Linked DNA regions of Ovis aries: region 1 is linked to region 2. A link is a contact called in public Hi-C data. All regions are on one chromosome and are shown on one strand. Each heading gives the region's core, a stretch centred on a gene start, on an enhancer-like site or on the middle of the called end of the contact. The rest is flanking DNA. Distances are from core to core; before and after follow the strand shown. Region 1 has its middle 65 kb from the start of EPAS1. Region 2 holds the start of EPAS1 (endothelial PAS domain protein 1).

Evidence for each region. A called contact is a pair of places that touch in the nucleus more often than the background predicts.
Region 1: a Hi-C map of liver shows a contact between it and region 2, with 2.9 times the contacts expected there. The contact joins the enhancer-like site here to the promoter of EPAS1 in region 2. A contact is called at or near these places in 2 of 16 Hi-C or Micro-C datasets (liver and tail adipose tissue).

Annotation. Positions count from the first base shown.
Region 1 is chr3:78,118,285-78,122,680 of ARS-UI_Ramb_v3.0, forward strand. No RefSeq gene overlaps it. Among named protein-coding and RNA genes, the nearest start is that of EPAS1, 65 kb to the left of the region's middle. Within about 2 kb of position 2,022, at least 6 of the 54 cell types and tissues checked have an H3K27ac peak or open chromatin away from gene starts, as enhancers often do. A contact at or near this core is called in liver, where this site is marked.
Region 2 is chr3:78,053,489-78,057,753 of ARS-UI_Ramb_v3.0, forward strand. It overlaps EPAS1 (endothelial PAS domain protein 1), which reads right to left and starts at 2,119. Exons shown (of 16, transcript XM_015094403.3): 1 at 1,551-2,119. The coding sequence starts at 1,576.

The DNA of each region.
Region 1 (4,396 bases), core at 772-3,271, 65 kb after region 2:
ACTGAGTGCAAGAGCTGAACGGGTGGCCCAAGTTCTGAGCCCCTAGACTGTACTCCAGCCTCTAAGCCCTGGCTCCTGTCCACTGTGGTCTTTCTTGGAGGCTCTTCCTGGCTTTTTCCAGGTCTAGCCACACGGTTGAGGTTTGCATTGCCATCCTCACCTGCCTCCCCACACCTGCTGCAGGAGACCACCTACTCTGGGCACCTAACTTGATAAGGAATCAGTCTCCTTGGAGGGCAGGCTGAGAAGCTGGAGTTCTAGTTTACAGGCAGTGGGGCACATGGAATATATTTTGAGCTGTTTAGGAAGCAGTATGGAGAGTGGGATAGAGCAGGGCAAGGCTGGAGGAGGGAACGGAGGTTGGGAGGCTCTCTCTGGATCCAGGAGAGAGGGGCTGAAACAGGACAGGGGTGGTGGCTGTGGGGCAGAGCACCATGAATGGTCTTCAGAGACCTTACAGAGGTGAGACTGATCTGATTTGGTGATAGGTAGATGGGGTTTAGGGGTGAGAGAATACAGTCAAAGACCCCTGGGTATAGAAACATGGGGAGGAACGGTTTGGGAGAGAGACTGGGTAAAGCTGAAGGAGCTTCTATGACATTCAGGTGAGCTCAGGGTGGAGATTTGGGTCAGGACCCTGAAAACGGGCAGGTGCGACAAGCATCTTTTCAGCTATAAAGCATGGCCAGCCTCTTGTGGGATGAGATGAAGCCATAAGCTGAGTGATGCTGTCTAGAACTCTGCCTTCCTCCTGGGTCTAGATAAGGAATTTCCTGAAGGGTAGAGGCACCAAGACATCCAAATGTGATTGAGAGGTCCCCATGAAAAAGTGGGCAACAGGCTTGAACAGGAACTTCACACAAGAGGACATCCCAGCCAGCAATAAACATATAAAATGTGCTCACCAGACTCATCTCCAACACTTATGGGGCCCAGAGCCTCTAAGTCTAGTGTCAGCCTAGCTAATATAAATCTCAATATTTCAGGTATAAATTGAGTCAGCACACTGGTAAGTGAAATCTGTTTCATCCTCCTAACCCCACACATTCACAGTGATCTGAAATGCCAGGTTCCAACTGACAACTTTCAGATTCCTGGGAGCTGAGGCCTGAATGAAGGTGGTGATTCTGGCAGATGAGGCCCCAGTCCCAGGCCCCTAGTCCACGCTCATCTTTTCCCCACTCCTAGCAATGTCTTGCATTGCAGAGGACCTCACACTCGTGTGGGTACACTCTGGCCTACATGTCCACAGTCCACCACAGCCAGCAAACTTCTGCCCTGTGACCAGCCTTGAGATTAGAGATCGTATCCACCTCCTGGGATAGTGCCCCCAAGGAGAAGAGCCTGGGAAAGTTGCCCGTTTAGGCTCTGGAACCTGTTCTGGGGACACTGGGATAAGAAATTCCAGAGTCCCAAGTACCAGCTACATCCTTAACTGAATAACTTAACCTCTATGAGCCTCAGTTTGGTCATTATAAAGACTCAATAAAACCTCCTTTACTAGGTCGTTATGAGGTAAGAACATTATGTAAGTCTAAATCCTCATTCAAATGTTAGTCCAATAAATTTAATGGTGCTAGCCTGGGCACTAACTGGACAGCTTGGCCCCGGCTGTGAGGTGTCACCCAGCATGGTGACAAACTCAGGCAGGGCTGGGTTCCAGCCGAACCCCTACGGCAGCCCCTGAGGAAGGGCAGGGGGCAGCTGACCAGCACCCGCCACAACCTGAGGGCCAGATGGGCAAGAACCCTGGTGCCCCCAACCCCCCTCAGGCCTTAGACGGATGCACGCCCTTGGCTGGGAGGCCTGACTGGGCTTGGAGCTCTGGCACCAGCCCTTAGTTGGGTAACAGGATTCTGGCCCCCGCAGTGTATCTGCCAACTGGGCTGGCTTACAGCTTGGGTGTGTATGTGCCAGAAGCGGGGAGACCTATTTTTGCTCCAGCCACAGGCCAGTGGGCCGAAAAAAAGGTTAAATTAAGATGACTGTTTTTTTTTTTTCTTCCTTAATGTCTGAAGAGTGCAACTCACCTACTTTTTAACAGAAGTGATTAAAAAGTCTCCTCGGGGAGAACAAGGAATCCTGAATGTGTGTAGGTCTGCGTGAGGCAGGCAAAGCAGGAGACAAGGCAAAAGGGTTGAGGATAGAAAGCGAAGAAGGCAGTGGAAGGGGAGGGAGAAGGATGGTGTGGGGTACGTGTGGAGGGAAGGAGGAAGAGAAAGCCAGGACAGACAGATGTGCAGAGACAGAAGGTAAGAGGCAGAGATGAAGAAAGATAGCTGGAGAGAGGACAAAAGAATCAGTGGGTCTGAGCAGCACATTGAAGGAGGTCATGAGGTGATGTGTGTTCAGAGGCAACATCATCCTGGCTAAGCACTGTTCTAGCTCCTCAGTTACTCCTCTCTGCAACCCCACAAAGGGTCCATTCTCAGTGAATGAACCCAAGCAGCCCATCACAGAGGAAGCTATTCTCTATCACCCCAGATACATCTCAGGCCAAAAGCACACACTCTTCTCCAGTATCCCTGTCGTTTCATGAACAAAGGCTGGAAGAATGTTAACCTGGGGAAGACTCTGGTAAACAGCCCCCAGACCACCTTAAGACACTCAGACAAGGAGAGGTATCTCCTTCCCAAGAACTTTCCAACATAGCCAGGGTCCCCAACCCAGCCAGGGCAGACCTGACACCAAGGCCCAGTGGGCAGCTGCTTCCCGAGATGAGATTTGAGAATGCCAGGGAGAGAGCCCTACCCCAGAGAAATTCCTCTGCTGCCAGTGAGGGCTTTGACCCTGACCTTCAGGTAACAGCCCCTAGCAGAGCCAGAGCCCGGAAGCCTAGCTGTGGGGTACCTGGCAAAGTTTTCCAAGTCCCAGTTTCCCATCCTAACTAGGGATAATGTTCCTTCTTGCCCACTTCCCAGCATTGCTGTGAAAACCGAGCTGTGAATGAGTGTACAAGATCATAGCCTGGAGTTTGAATTTGATTCTGCCACTAACTAGTCAGGTAATTCTGTTCTCTCACCGATAGTAAGAGGGGAAACAGGGCTGTTATGACAATGAGGAAAAGTAATTCGTAATGATCTTGCAAGACTTGGTGGCCAATAAGAGGTCCTTCAGTACTTCTCCTAATGTAAGCTCTGAAGCTAAAACATTGTTGTGATTCTTTGTGTGTAGGTACTCATACCACCTTCTGGAACCCCAGGGCACGTATTCCTTTGAGGGAAACACACCAAACCCATGGTTAGTGTCTTTTCACAAATATTTTCCAATAGGATGGGCAGATGGGAGCAAGTTTCTGATTTGTTGGGGGGTGGGGTGGATGGTGGGGAGAATGAAAATAATCATAAAATATCAACTTGGTAGTGATTATCTGTATTGACTGGTAAATTAATCATGTTATCCAAAAAGCCCAACAAACCCTAACTAGTATAAACAGAATATTGAATTAATTAATAATTGTATTACTATTTTGAGCATACACATAATCTCTGGTTTTATACCCACAGCATTTCAGAATTCTGTAAACTGTGAGGTATTCAATGTACCTAATGTGGCAGAAATGTGTACTATAACAACACAGGAAAAATTTGGTAAATATTGGTGAGAAATTGGTCCAAGTTTGGTCATTGCCTGGGTTCAACCGGGCAACAGGGCAATTGTTCAATTGACAGACTGTGTTCACTGGGGCTTCCCAGCTGGCGCCAGTGGTAAAGAATGCTCCTGCCAATGCAGGAGATATAAGAGATGTGGGTTTGATCCCTGGGTCAGGAAGATCCCCTGGAGGAGGGCATGGCAACCCACTCCAGTATTCTTGTCTGGAGAATCCAATGGACAGAAGAGCCTGGTGGGCTACAGTCCATAAGGTGGCAAAGAGTTAGACATGATTGAAGTGACTTAGCACACACACATGTTAAGATTCAAACCAAATATCACCTTTTCAGTGATGCCTTCCCAATCAGAGATAGCTGTACCATCATTCCTCATCTACAACCATTCTATTGCATTTCTCACATCTTATTGCAATTATTAGCTGTGTCCTCTACCAAACTCTGAATTCTTTGAGAGCAAGAATTGCATCACATTCGACTTTGGATCACCAGCCCCTGGCATATTACCCAGTCCAGAAAGGCATTCAAGGTTTATTGAATAAATACCCAGGCTTCCCTTCTTTCTGAGAAAACCAGAGAACAGAAACTTAACTTCTAAAAAGATCCTTCTCATTATAAAAATAAAAGCCTTTTCACTTTTGTAGTCTTTACAGATTATGAGTTATACACTGATTACTTCATTTACTCCTCAAAATAATCCCATGTGGTAGATAGGAAAGGTGCTGTGCCCCTTGTGACTGCTGAGGAAAAGATCTAAGAAAGGCAAAGGATTTACTCAAGGTCATCCA
Region 2 (4,265 bases), core at 869-3,368:
AATGCGTTGGAATCTTAAAGTCCCTTCCCTGCTTCGCTGCCCTTCAAAGACAGAAGACTCCAGGGCTGCTCCGAGGCCTCCGGGGGCGCGCGCCCGCTGCGATCTCCGGGGGCCCAGATTGGCCGGGGCAAGACTCCGTTAGCCATCTCAGGCCTGGGGGTGCCGCAGTGACGCGGGAGGGGCAGCTGCGGCCGTAAACTCAGAGTTAGGCTCAATCCCCTCCCCTTCTCCCTTCCACCCACGGCAATCCGGGAGCGAAGGGTCCGGGCGCTCTGCCAGAAAGGGCGCGATTTGCTCCTGTTTATCAAATCCTTATCGGTGCCCCGAGATGGGAACCGCCGCTTTCGACCAGAGGATACACGGTTTCTGGCTCCGGTCCCGAAGTCGGAACACGAGTAAATCGACCCAAACACTGAGCTCTTTGGGCTCCCCAGTTCGAAGCCAGTCACGCCCGCCCATCGCGGCTGGGTTCCTCATCTCCGAACCACCGTACAACCACCCAGCAGCTGATTTCCGGAGGCTCAGATCCTTCAGCCAGCCCACCACGCTTTCGATTACAGTTCCCCGTACTCCAGCCCCGCCAGCCACTGTCGAATACTGGGCGGAGAGCTCCAGCTCGCTGGGGCGGCACGAGTGAGGTTGAGAGGAAAGGGGAGCCAGGCTGCAAGCCGCGCACGATTGCAGGAGGCAAGGTGGTTCCCACGTCTGCGCGCCACGCCGTGCGCTCTCACCCTCGCCGGGAGAGGGCAGGAGGGCAGTGAGAGTTGGCCCGCGTTGCCTCTCACCCAGTGCCGAGAGGCTGGCGAGGGCAGGCGGACATATCGTGGCTGCCCTTCTCTGTCCTCTTGGGAGAGAGACACCGGGACCTGCCGGAGTGCCCGGTGTCGCCATCCCCTCCCCACACGCGAAGACAGTTGCTTCCGCGAGGCAGCCGGGCCCACTACCCACTCTCCCGCCGAGGCAAGCTGCGGGATGAGGAAAGGGACTTCTTCCAGCTTCCGTGGGGTCTGGAGCCCTGGAGTGGGTCCCTTCACTGCTCCCTGGCAGCTCTGCCGGGGCCCGTCCCAGCGCTGCATTCTGCCTCCGGCCCCTTGCCAGTGCCGGGAGGCAGCGCGGGCAGAGCTCATTTAGAAGGACCCCACGGGTCCCGAGGAAAAGAGTGGATGCTGCCCCTCAAGTGGGCCGTGAGAAAGTTGACTTGAGCGAGTCAACCAACAAACGTTTCAACAAGCTGGCGGCGTGAGTCTGGTGCGGGGTTTGGAGGCGGATGGATTTTGGAAGGTACCTCGGAAGCACCTCCGACCTCTAGGGCCATTTCCTGGCTTCGTTGTCCGCGCAGATTCCCGACTCCTTCGGGCCACAGAACTCTCGACCGCGAAGCCGGAGCGGCGCGTCCCCAGACTGGACACTTGCGCTCCCCTGCCAAACCTTCCAAATCGATCCCTGGGTCCTCAAACTCCCCTCCGCGCTCCTCTCCCAGCGGCGGTCCCGCGGGGCCCCGCCACCCCCACCCCGGACCAACTCCCCTGCCGGCTCGGACGCCCGCTTACCTTTTCTTCTCCTTGTCAGCTGTCATTGTCGCTGGGGCCCTTTGAGGCTCCGAACACCTGAGCTCCAGGGCCGGCGGGGGCTGCAGCCGCTACTTTCGCTGTGGCCCTAGCCCACTCCTCGAGGCCCACGCCGATGTGAAAGGTGCCAGGTGCTCGCAGGTCCCGAGCGTCCGCACGGTCAGGTGGAAGTTGCGGGCGGCAGGCTCGGTGCGCGGGAAGGGGGTGGAGAACGGTGACGGGGAGGAACCTGTACCGGGAGGCGGGGTCGGGAAAGGAGTGGAAGGACGCTGTCAAACGCAAAAAAAAAAAGTGGGGGGCGGTGGGCACCGAGCAGGGGGCTGAAGTTTCTTTTTCCTTCGAAAAGAAGTCAGGAGTCGCTTTTCTGGGTTTTCAAAATACAAGAAGCGGCTTGAAAACGACGGGAGTTGGCAGAGTCCGGGGCCGGGCAGACGCGGAGGCTATGACCATACAGTCTCAGGACACTGCCGAGGATTGTACGGCCGCCTCAGGAAAGCTGGGGCGGGAGGCGGCGGGCGCCGGAGCTGTGCGTCGGGCCGCTCCCGAATGTCGGGCTCGCGGGCCGGTCAGCCCACTTTAAAAACTCCGGCGGCCAGCGGGGGTGGGGAGGGCGCGAGGGGCGCGGGCGCCGCGGGCGGGGGCCGGGGGCGGGCTCGCGCAGGCAGGCAGGCCCCGCCCCCGTCCGCCCCGCCCCGCCCCCGTGCCCCCGCCCCGCCCGCGCCGCGCGCCGCGGCAGCCCTCGGCGTCCCGGCCAATCGGGAGGCGCGGCCGCAGCCTGTGCCCTGACCCCGGCCCGCCCCGCGGCCCCCGCGCGCGGCTCGGCCGCGGCCCGCCCGCCCCGCCTCCGCCCTCTGCGGTTAGCGAAGTTGTTTATGAGGTCGGCGGGGTGGCGGGAGGTAGGTGGGACTCCGCACCGAGGAGGCGCACCTTGGTGGGGCTAAGCGGCGGCGAGGACCGGGTTTCCGGGGGGTGCTTGCAGGCGCGCCTGTGCTCGCGTAAGCCCGGGTCCTCCCACCTCTGCCCTGTCCTTGGGACCCCGGCTCAACCGCGAGCGCCCGGGGCCCCGCGCTTCATAGAGCCACTCGGCGATGCCGCGCTCCCGCGTCCCTCGCCCCGCTGCCTGTGCCATCGGGTCGGGGGGTAATTCCGAGGTCCCAAACGCTGCGCTCGGTCTGGGGCGATGTGTTTTTCCGGCAGAACGCAGCTAGCTTAGCAGCCCCGAGAGAGAGAGGCAGGGAGACCGATCCCTTGTGCCTGTCGGATCCGGGGAAACAGTGCAGTGAAACTGAGTTACTGCTGCCTCTGCTCTTCTCTTCTTTCACCTGGCACGTCGGTTGCCTGCGGGGTTGCGCCGAGCTGGAGGGGATGCCTGTTCGAAGGTCTTTCGGACGCTCTGGCTTGCCTCGCCCAGCTCCCAACACCCGGCCACCACCGCGCGGGTCCGGGCCAGTTCAGAATTGGAGAAGGAGTCTGGTTTTATAGCGTGATCTCGGGATAATAGTTGACAGCGTGTCCTCAAATCGCATAATTTCAGGCCTGCCCAATGTATCTCCGCGGTCCAGTTGAAGCCCTGGTAACGAAAAGACTGCAGGTGTAGGGAGATCAGAGGTCCAGGGGCCGTCAGAGCCCAAGGTTTTCCAGCTGCTCTTTCGGCGCCGCAGCTTTTGGGCTTCCCTTGTAGCTCAGTTGGTAAAGAATCTGCCTGCAGTGCAGGAGACTAGGGTTCGATTCCTGGGTTGGGAAGATCCCCTGGAGAAGGAAGTGGCAACCCACTCGAGTATCCTTGCCTGGAAAATCTCATGGACAGAGGGCTGCAGTCCATGGGGTCGCAAAGAGTCGGGTACGACCGAGCGACTAACACTAACAGGGACCCGCACCCGCTGGGGATCCTCTGCTCTGTGCTGTCGCTGACTGCTCTCCCAAGAATCCCACCCTATTCCCTACCTACATGGCAGTGATCCAGCAGGGATATTTCTGGAAGGGACCGGGAGGATTTTAATCTTTGAAGCTCATTTGAGAAGGGCACGGGCTTCACAGGTGTGAGCTGAAGAGAAGAGAAAGCAAGGGTGGTGGAACTCGTCCACCCTAGGACCCTAAGCCTTGCTGTTCCTCCCCCCACCCTTAGTTTCCCCACATTTTATACAAAAATAATCTGCTGTAAGGCACCTTCAGTACTGTTAGGCTAAGTGAAAAAAGCCAGTCACAAAAAGGCAAACGCTGTGTGATTCCACTCTTGACGTTTCCAGTCAGATTCATAGAAGAAACAAACCAGAAGGGGGTGGTGTGAGGGATTCATGCTTAATATGTATAGAGTTTTAGTTTTGCAGGATGAAAAAGTTCTAGACGATGAACAATGTGAACATATTAACAATACTGAATTGTATGCTTAAAATGGTCAAGGGGGTGTTTATGTTTTTTAAAACATAATACAAAAGGAAGTATCAAGAAATAAGATACATAAGAGTTTGGTATAAGTTTTTGTCACCACCAAAATACAAAATAAACATGTGTTTGCCCCCTTGCAAGCCATAAGAGGGGTGGGAGTACTTTTCAGGAGCCTTTGGAAGGCACTGGAAAGCAGAATAGGAATAGGTGAAAAAACCAGCAGAGAACTGGGGAAACAGGCATATTTTCTCATTTCCCTAGGGTTGCTGAGCACTGTGCACACAGACTTTGAAATCAAATATCAGGCCCGAA